Regions from separate parts of the Mus musculus genome. Here region 1 is linked to region 2. Evidence: chromatin contacts called from public HiChIP or PLAC-seq data. All regions are on one chromosome and are shown on one strand. The core of a region is the stretch at or near the end of the contact, and the rest is flanking DNA. Distances in the headings are between cores, read along the strand shown.

Region 1 (4,955 bases), core at 1,801-4,300, 70 kb before region 2:
TTATGGCTCCTCGCTTCTTTTCTAGGTTTTCTATTTTCAGAGTGATTTATTTATTATTTCTACGTCCATTTTTAGATCCCCGATGGTTTTGTTCAGTTCTTTCACCTGATTGGATGTGATCTCCTGTATTTCTTTAAGGGAGTTACTTATTTCCTTCTTAAAGTCCTCCACCATCTTCATGAGAAGTTAACTTTAGATCCATATTTTGCTTTTCTGGTGTGGTGGTGTATCCAGGACTTGCTATGGTGGGAGAGTTTGGTTCCAATGATGCTATGTAACCTTGGTTTCTGTTGCTTCTGTTCTTAAGCTTGGCTCCTGCCATCTGATTATTTCAAGTGTTTGCTGCCCTCAATATATCTGATTGGAGCCTGTCCTTCCTGTAATCCCCATTGATTCAGGATTCCTCAGAGTTCAGCTTTCTCTGTGATCCTGTGATTCCAGGATCCTGTGAACCTGAGATTCTGTGTGTGTCAGAATTCTTGGCAGTCAAGCTTCCTCTGAGACCCTGAGATCCAGGTGTGACCAAGATCCTGGGATCCTGGGATCCTGGAATCCTAAGATCCTGGATGTGTTAAAGTGCCTGGAAGTAGGGTCTCCTCTGGGGACCGTGGGGCTGTCTGATGAGTTCAAAACATTTTAAAAGTTTTCAAGAGGTAAAGACTGGATGTTCTGCCCAGGGGTAGAACACATGCTCTGTTAGCACTCCTGGGCCTTGAAGTCAGTCCCTGACTCCAACAAGGGAAAGAAGAAAACTGTGTTCTCTTCCCAAGCAAATGATCCCTAGAGATAACTTCTTTGAGGCCCCTGTTTTCCAAATAGAACAGCTCTTAGAGCCCTCAGATGAGCTTTGGTAGCTGGTACATGTACCATAGCAAGAAAGAAAACAAGGGTTATGAGGAAATATGAGGAACCTTGATAAAATGTAAGTCAGTGCTCTACCATTCAAGTACAACAAATGGAAGTCAGACATAATACTTTGTACCTGTAAGTAATCCCAGCATTTGGGAGGTAGCAGCAGGAGACTTGCCCCAAGTTCTAGGCCAGGCTTGTCTACATAGTAAGTTTGAGGTCAGCCAGCACTACATAGCAAGACCCTGCCTCAAACAACAAAGGAAAATGGAGATGTTCTGGCTTATGCTTCTGGTAGAAGAGTTAAATTGGACTTAGATCCACCCAAATCCCCCAATATAAATTAAAAATGGTGAATTCAAAGAGAGTTTATGTTAAACTAGAAAAAGTAGTTCAACTTTCACTTCCTTTTCAAGGCATGAGGAGAAGTAAGGAAGATTCTATCACACTCTTGCTGTCAATGGTTACAAGCCATAGCTCAGAGTGAGTATATGTCCCAGGGGCCACCTCCTGTCCTTCAGGCTGCATGGTTCCAGCCAAGACAGGAAAGGGTAGTTAGCCTTCACAAACCCAAGTGGAAACTATGTATAAGTATCTATGTCAGTCACTTCTCTTGTTTCTTCCATGAGACACCTGGCAACAGTACTTAAGGAAGGAAAGGTTTGCACTGGCCCGCAGTCTGAAGGAGGACAGAGGACACAAGGCAATGAGAGCAGCTCTAGGTGTAGCCGTGGGAGCCCGATATAGCTGGACGCGCTGCATCTGAAGGTAGACAAATGCTAATACTCTACTTGATTTCTTCTGTATTCACTCCAGGGATCCAGAGCATGGGATGATGTCACCTACATTCAGAATAAGTGTTTCCTTCTCAGATAAATCCAGAGGTACATCAGCGAGGGGATTCCAAATCCTGTCAAAGACAAACCAGCAGAGTATTCAAGTGTCCCTCAAGAGAGGGAAGTGGGTCAAAGATACAATTTATGTATTGCATGTATTCATTTGACATTTATAAGATGTACGCAACTCTATGTATATTTGTATATCTACATGCACGTGTGCAGGTGCCCACAGAGATGAGGAAGAACATTGGGTTCCTAGGACCTGCCTGATGTGAGAGGAGGAACTAGATGTAGGTCCCCTCAAAGAGCAGCATGTACTCTTAACTACCACTGAGCCACCTCTCAGCCCTATTTTATTGTTTTGAGTCAGGGTCTTGCTATACAGCCTGCAATGGCCTTGAGCTTGAGTGATCCCCTTCCTCAGCATCCTCAATGCTAGGACCACACGTGTGCATGTGAGTCTCAAAAATAAATGTTAATCATGAACCAGAAATTAATAACAAAGGTTATTAGTGAAGAGAATGGGTGCCCTGTCTGCCTTATTAAGGAAACAAGTTACAGGGACATTGCAGAGAGTAGCCCTTACCCAAAATGCTTGGGGGCACTAGCATTTTGAATGTAAAGTTGTTTTGGATTTGCATATACATAATGAGAAATCTTGGAGATGCAGCCCAAGTCTAAACACTCAGTTCATTTGTAACTCCTACACATGTACACACATTGACTGAAAGTAATTTTCTAGAATAACATTTGTGCACCTGCACTTTGACTGTAGCCACATTAAATCAAATAAAAGACTTTCTATTTATAGTATCAGGTCAGTGGTCAAAGACTTTCAGACTTTGCAGTGTTTGGATTTCATATTTCCAACCAAGAATGCCTAATTTGTACGTCAGTGTTTTACCTGAATGTATGTTTGTATACCACCTACATGGAATACCCATAGAGGCCAGAAGAAGCCATCCAAACCTCTGGGACTGGAGTTACAGATGGTTGTAAGTGCTGAGTGTTGAGTGCTGAGACTTGTTGAACCCTAGTACTCTGCAAATGCAGCTAGTGCTTGTAACTGCTGAGCTATCTCTCTAGCTCCTTAACCTGTATATTAGAAGGGATGTAGTACTCCTGTCTGGCCTCTGTTACTAAATTGCCTTTCCCTGGACTATATAAGCCATATGTCTAGTCTCCTCGATTTTATACACTGATATTTACCCAGCACCCAGAAGAATGTATAGCATGTGATTGACACATAGTAAATGTTTACCAAACAAACAGCTGGATCCTTGTCACCTGGGACAAGTGAGATAGCCCTCTGGAACTGTTTCACTGATCTGTCACCCTCCTGCTTCACGGCACTGCTGCTTCATGCTACAGAAGGCTGATGCAATGTGTGGAGATGTTGGGAAGAACAAGAGGTACAAGGCAAGGAAGACAGACAGGAAATTTGATAGCAGGTGTAGCTAGGTCAGAAGGTCATAACAGGCTAAATCTGCAGGATGCAGTAAGAGCAACAGCAGACACCACTGCCCAGTGGACAACGTTGGTTTAAGCAGAGCAGGAAGACTGTTCAAACAGCACTGGTTTCTTCTGACTTCAGCCAAGGTGCTGAGAGTGAACCGTTAGCTGTAAATGGAACCACCAAAGAAGGAAAGTGGGGGGAGGATGAAGAATAAGGGAGCACAGGCCAAAAAGAGGAGGAGGAGGAGGAGGGGGAGAGGAGGAGGAGGGAGAGGAGGAGGAGGGAGAGGAGGAGGAGAAGGAGGGAGAGGAGGAGGAGAAAGAAAAATAAGAGGAGGATTGAGAGCTTGAGGTCAGTCTGGGCTACCTAATGAAACTCGATATCTCTCTTTTTTTTTAATAAATTAAGTTAATAAAAGAAAAGAAAGGAGAGATGGTACTGGAGTTCGCATCTGGGACATTTCTGTGTTAGAACCTCATGGGAGGTCTTTGATAGCCAGGGTCATTCCTTAACCGGGTTGGAGAGACTGTGGACCCCTCTCTTTCCTCTGTTTCACTCCCTAACCATGAAGTGACCAGTTTTACTCAACTCTGCTGTATCAGGACCTATAAGCTATGAGCTTAAGGAAGCCTTTGGTGCTTTGCTATAACTATAGAAAGGTGACTAACAGAGACAGAGACCAAAGAACTGCAACTCTCGTATGCTCTCAAAAGGAAATTCCCTGGATTTCCTTGCTAGCCCTAACTCTATGTGGTTTTATTGCTCTCATTAAAGGCATCTTAGCCTGAGTTCTGTTTAAATGAGTTTGGGGAATGATGAACAAGTAATTTATCTTCGTGAATATGGTTCCAGGAGTGGGAAGACAGGGCAAGTGAAAAAAGAAAGGAAGGAGAAAAAAAAAACAAGGTTACATATAACTCAGCTGGTATTGTCAAACACAACTGGTACTGCATGCTGCCTGGGTTTCTGAGGAGTGGCAGAGCCAATCTGAGCTGCTTGCTAAGGGGCTAAGCTGAGGAATGTGGTCAACTCTATACCTCTGGGCTGTGTACAATCACACAGTGGACTCCTACAGCAGCAGGGCCTGAGGGCAGCAAGCAGAATCCATAGTGCATGTTCAGGTGAGAGAGAGAGAGGCCGTCAAAGCCTGAAGGAAGCAGGTCAGCACAGCAGACTCGGGGCTTGGCCAGGGAGGTAGACACAGCACAGACTACATCTGGCCCTTCTCTTATCAGCTTGCCTTATGTCTTAGAAGCTCGAGATAATGCAGGTACCTTCCTAGGCAGCAATCTTAAAGATTTAATACAGAAGGCTAGTGAGACAAGCTGAGGCTACTCCCACGGCTGAAGCTACTCTCACCGTTGATAGATGGCTCTTCCCTCCTGTACTATGTAGTTATATCTTCTCTTAAATCTCACACATTAGGAAGCATCATTTTTAAAAACCCTGAAGCTTAAGTCATACCCTAGACAGCATGCAGTGCAGTGATTTGAGTGTGAGAGCAAGCATCAAACGAGTACTCTTCCCAAATTTGACCAACTGCCCTCTATTGTCTTTTGTGTCCAGTATTCAGTCCAGGGTCACACTCGCCTGGATCTGTCTCTTTACTGTCTCCAGTCTGCAGCATTCCTTTGGCCTTTCCTGGCCCTTCCTGACCTTGGAACTTGTGAAGAGTGCTGGTCAAGGTCAATGTTATTGTGGGAGATCCTTCAATCCGAGTTTACATGATGGTCTTTTCATGACTAAATGGAAGCTGCACGTTTTCTTGCCAAGAACACCACAGAAGGGAAACTCTACACTCCTGGGTGAAT
Region 2 (5,051 bases), core at 2,161-4,660:
ATATGGACTAGAGAGTAGTGGTTTTAGTTATCAGAGAAGTGAAAATTGGAGTTGCAAGGAGACATCATTGCATGTGTACCAGAAGGGCTAAAAAAGACAGTTCTTTCTGTTAGCCATGATGCAGGATAGCTCAGATCCGTCTATGTGAGCCGCAAGAGTATGACAGAGTAGACAAGAACTGCACACTCCTTGTGCACATTCGCCTTCAGTGAGTGACCAACAGCACCTTGTGTGGACATTTCTTCACGAGGTACAAAACTATAGGCTTATACCTATAGTATATTCTGTAAGAATATTTACTGAAGCCTTATTTGAACTGGAAACAACTCAATGTCTATCAATATGAAAATAAAGAAATGAATTATGATGCATTCATTTGAAGAGGTACTACTAAGCAATAGATAGGAAAAAAAAAAAAAAAGAGCTGCAAATGCTATCAGCAGCAAGAAGCACCCTCACATTTAAGTGGCGTTCCCAGACAGGTAAAGTGAGATGGGTATGCAGACATTATACTAGAGGATCCTGTGGGGTGGCAGGGACTGACTACCAGCATAGAAACTGCCCAGTGCTAAAGTGATTAACATTGCATTGAGATGTCATGTACATGACCCAGGACATTTGTCAAAGCTCATTGGATGGCACACGCCATTGAATGTTAATTTTACTTCAGCTCAAGGAAAACAGAAGCATGGATGGTTGGAATCCTGTTTTCTGGTCTTTAATTGAGAAATGCCATTATTGTGATGGGTCTTTTGTAAAGTCAATCAATCCTTCCTTCCTTCCTTCCTTCCTTCCTTCCTTCCTTCCTTTTTTGTCTTGTAGACCAAAACCCAGATTCCATTTTCATAATAATGGAGCATACATGAGAATGTTTTTTGACATTTGAGGGAAAGGCAATCAAAGCGTTGTCAGTTTTTGCTACCTTTAAATCTATTGAATGTTTCCAACCAGGACTGTAATATATCAGTTTCACCAACTTAATACTTTGTGATTATCGCCTTCATTTGTCTGGAAAAAAAAATCAGTAGAAGTCAGGGAGGACCTCTCAGGGAGCACCTCCTCTCAAGGAGCACCTCTCAGGGAGCATCTCCTCTCAGGGAGCATCTCCTCTCAGGGAGCATCTCCTCTCAGGGAGCACCTCCTCTCAGGGAGCACCTCCTCTCAGGGAGCACCTCCTCTCAGGGAGCACCTCCTCTCAGGGAGCATCTCCTCTCAGGGAGCATCTCCTCTCAGGGAGCACCTCCTCTCAGGGAGCATCACCTCTCAGGGAGCACCTCCTGTCCATACTTTTTCATCAGCACAGTTCATCTAGATTTACTCTTTCTAACGTGTATGCATATGTGCTAGGGATTGGTAACCACACTGACCAGGGACAAGCTGAGGAGTTAGTGTGAAGAAGAAGACAGCACAGGATGCCAGAGGCCTTTAGCTAGCTGTTTGCTCTGGAGGAGGTGACATGGTGTGCTGTGATGGAGCAGTTGAAAGGCTTCCTTGGTTTAAGGCTGGAGCGGCAGCGACATCTTCATTGTTTGAGGATGTTCTCTGACTACCTTTAGGAGGAGGCCATTGTCATAGCCCTACTGGTTTGTGCGCTGAATTCATTTCAAAGCTTTTGTATTTTTTAACATGGCCTTTGTGGGAACCTTAGGTATGAGGCTATTTGAACTCTGAACTTCTGGAATTGGTCTGGGTTATTAGCTCTCCCAGACTGCATGGGTCTCTGCCTCTGCCCTTCCCTGTTGACCTCACCGTGTCCTGCCTGCTCTGTCCAGCTTTGGTAGAGGGCTCAGTATGGAGAAAGGCAGGGGCTGGATTTCTGTAGTTTGGACAGTGTCTCTTTCCCGAGTAGAGGGTATTTAAATCTGGAGAGAGTTTGGAAACATTCTTCACTTGGCCTTTGTCCCCGTCTTGCCTCTGTGTGGTTTTATAAGGTTAGTCGTGTTGGGACTCCTGTAGCTGCAACTGTGCTTCCTTCCTTGTTGTGTAAGAGAACAGTGTTGGCAACGTCCTTGTAAATTAAAAGAGAATCCTGTTCACTCCTAAGCAAAAAGTGATTTCTAGTTAGGTTTTGTTTTGTTTTTTGTTTTTTTTGTTTTTTTTTTTGCGTTCTATAGTGATATTTTAAAATGTCGGGTATATTTGGAGGTATTTGGTTTAATAAGTAGAACAAAATTGTATGTGTTTTGGTGATCATTCACGTTGGAACGTTCTAGAAGCTAAGCACCCGTATTTGACCCTGTCCTACCTCCATCGACAATCCATGTGAGTAGGTTAGATGCACACCTGCTCTATGTCCCTCTTGCTGTGTCAGCAAAAAGAAAGCCACGGCCCTCAGATGCCCACCTCTCACACAGCCCAACTAAGGCCAAGATGTACTCTGAGGTACGTGGTTTATAATCCATGTCGCTTAGGGCCAAGCAGTTAGGGTTTGAAGGCCCTCCAGTTGTGATTCTGCTCTGGCGCTCCCCGCTGGAGGCCAGTGCAAGGGCGTGTGGGACTGTAATGAGCATCTTGGAGACCCACCGGCTTTGCATAGGATTATGGAAAATAAATTATATTTTCAGGACCAAGAATTAAACACATGCAAAGTATATGTATTCTTTGCTAAATGGTGAAATATTTATGTTTTGGGGTCATTTACTTGCTTGTTTGCTGTTGAACTTTTAAAATTTTAGTTCTTTCTTGGTTCAAGAGTAAATTTTCCTTTATATAATTTTTGAAACAGGCATAAGTTAATTTATTCTGAACTGAGTATTCTGTCAAAAATAATTAGTTTATGCATTTTAATTTACAATTTTCTCAATCTTTTATTTAGGCAGCTAACAGACTAAAAAAAGTTTCTATTTCTAAAGCAACAACAAAAAAGCAACTAATATGAAGACAGAGATGCTAATTGTTTTATGGATTCTAATAGGGTTGGAGATATTTTACTCCAGGGCATATGAACACTTTTCTGCAAAAGGCACATTTATCTAATGTAATTCTAGTACAAATGAAGTGGCCTTTTGTTTGTGTGTGGCGTGTGCACGTTTGTGTGTGTGTGTGTGTGTGTGTGTGTGTGTGTGTGTGTGTGTGTGTGTGTGTGCATGTGACCACAGACCACAACCCAGTTCATATTTGTTTAGCTTGGAATGTCTCTTACAGCAACATGCTCAGAAATGAAGACAGTGTCTATGCATTTTGAAAATCGGTCTCATTGCTTCCTGCTTTTAACTGATGGCTTCTATTTTGTGAACTATCTTGCTTTTCAGCCTTCTCTGAATTCTTCTTTCACCTATTTTTCTTCTAAGTGTGGTGAGCTCTGGAAGCAATTGTATGGAAATATGAGTAGACCTAGTTCAGCCCTCCGGGCAGAGACTGCTGGAATGCCAGTGCCTGTGTCCACCCATGTGGCAGGAATTAGGCAGAAGCAAACAGGCTTGCTCTGTGTACTTTTCAGCTTATCCACCAGTGTGTGTTAACTCAGCCAGGGTAACCTTGGGTACAGAGAGTGAAATGTAGCCGTTTCTGTGGACAGAGTTACTTAGGCAGCTGTAGAAGGCTGGTCTCTCTCCTGGGAATGGAGGGACTTCTTCAGTTTACCTCAGGGTGAGGACTTTTGCTCCTAAGGATACTCCAGATTGGAGGAGGACTTGAGTCAGTTATAGTTCTGGTCTCCTGGGAGTCCAAGAGCTAAAGGGAGTTTAGTGTGTCTAGTGTGTCTAGTGTGTCAGTGATAGGCTCTGTTACACAAGCATAAGGATGGCCCTAGTGTGGCACAAGGCTCACAGTGTTTCTCAGGATGGGTTCTGGGAGAAAGCACGTACACAAATAGTCTGCTGTTTTCTCTGGGAATCCTCTGAGGACTTACCTTTTCCAAAATGTAAGGCATTTCATATATTCTTAAATCACACCTGTCTCACAGGTAGACAGTGTGTTTCCTCTGTTTTTCTTTCTAGTATTTTATATTATCTAAATCATTTATCTCCTCTCTCTCCTTCCTCTTTGCTCCTCCTCTTCCTTCCTCTCTGTATTCTATGAATTTGTGTGTGTGACACACACACACACATGTATGTGCATCCACAGAATATTTATTGAACAAAGAACAACTGAAAATGGAAACCAAGACTGAGAAAACTCAATTTGTCACACACTAGACATCTTCATTTGTTAATTTTGTATATGTGGTGTGTGTGTGAGGCCAGAAGATGGGTATGGTTGGAGTGTTTCTGATGCTCCAGCTCCCAATAATGAATGACCTGGAGACTTTTTATTATTTATGAAAACATAGGCATTATAGCTTAGGCTTGTTCCCAGCTAGCTACTATAACTTAATAACCCGTTTATATTAATCCACGTTTGCCACGTGGCCCGTTACTTCTCCTTCAGTCCCTGTACATCTGACTTTCCCTGTGTCTGGCTGGCAAATCCCATGCCTTTCAATTTTTCCCACAGTTCCTGTCTCTGCCTGAATGTCTCTCCTTTCCTTTCCTGCCCTGTTATAGGTTGTCAGCTCTTTATGAAAACAATCAGACGGTGACAGAGAAGAGTTTATAAAAACACCTAGACAGGCAGTGGCTCAGAAAAAAATAGCAGTACCAAAGTTCGGACAGTATTCAGGTCTCTGCTGGTACAGAAATCAACATTTGAGCAATACAAAGAACCTTTACACAGTTCACAAGAAGATAATCCCAACAGATGGGCGTCCTCCAGTTCTCTCTGCCACATTCTTTTGAGGCAAGGTCTCTCACTGGGCCCAAACCTAGGCTTGTAACTAGCAAGCCCTAGTAAACTTCTGTTTCCAAAGTGCTAGGGGTTGGGGATTTGAACCAAAGTCCTCAGACTTGTGCAGCAGCAGGCGTGCTTACACTGTGAGCCATCAATCTCCTTAGTCCCGTGTTTGTTTACTTTTGAGACTCTGTATTGCTGTTCACTTTTGTATACTTTAGAAATGGTAGTATTAGTTACAACAAGTATTAGTCCCTTGTCGTTGGTGAGAGTTTATAGTTGACAAGCACTGTCAAAAGATACAACTTGATGAAATCCTCGGAAAGCAGAGCAGTACTTATTGT

The links. HiChIP or PLAC-seq counts read pairs in DNA pulled down with a chosen protein or histone mark.
Region 1: a contact with region 2 is called in an H3K27ac HiChIP or PLAC-seq map of the HPC-7 cell line, with 5 times the contacts expected there. The contact joins two enhancer-like sites. A contact is called at or near these places in 11 of 39 promoter capture datasets (the 3T3-L1 cell line, 3T3-L1-derived adipocytes, the HPC-7 cell line and 8 more), 1 of 15 datasets of contacts at CTCF or cohesin (the G1E-ER4 cell line), 15 of 484 Hi-C or Micro-C datasets (3T3-L1-derived adipocytes, the G1E-ER4 cell line, the HL-1 cell line and 8 more) and 8 of 115 datasets of contacts at active chromatin or transcription factors (the HPC-7 cell line, bone marrow-derived macrophages, cardiomyocytes and 5 more).

Annotation. Positions count from the first base shown.
Region 1 is chr12:32,112,731-32,117,685 of GRCm38.p6, reverse strand. 5430401H09Rik (a long non-coding RNA gene) reads left to right here. Exons shown (of 7, transcript XR_872651.3): 2 at 1,666-1,733; 3 at 4,711-4,955. It overlaps Gm51991 (a long non-coding RNA gene), which reads right to left. Exons shown (of 2, transcript XR_003950223.1): 2 at 1,203-1,759. Among named protein-coding and RNA genes, the nearest start is that of Gm51991, 4.3 kb to the right of the region's middle. Within about 2 kb of position 3,050, at least 4 of the 459 cell types and tissues checked have an H3K27ac peak or open chromatin away from gene starts, as enhancers often do. A contact at or near this core is called in the HPC-7 cell line, where this site is marked.
Region 2 is chr12:32,043,015-32,048,065 of GRCm38.p6, reverse strand. The region is part of intron 1 of Prkar2b (protein kinase, cAMP dependent regulatory, type II beta); the gene reads left to right. Among named protein-coding and RNA genes, the nearest start is that of Prkar2b, 16 kb to the left of the region's middle. Within about 2 kb of position 3,410, at least 92 of the 459 cell types and tissues checked have an H3K27ac peak or open chromatin away from gene starts, as enhancers often do. A contact at or near this core is called in the HPC-7 cell line, where this site is marked.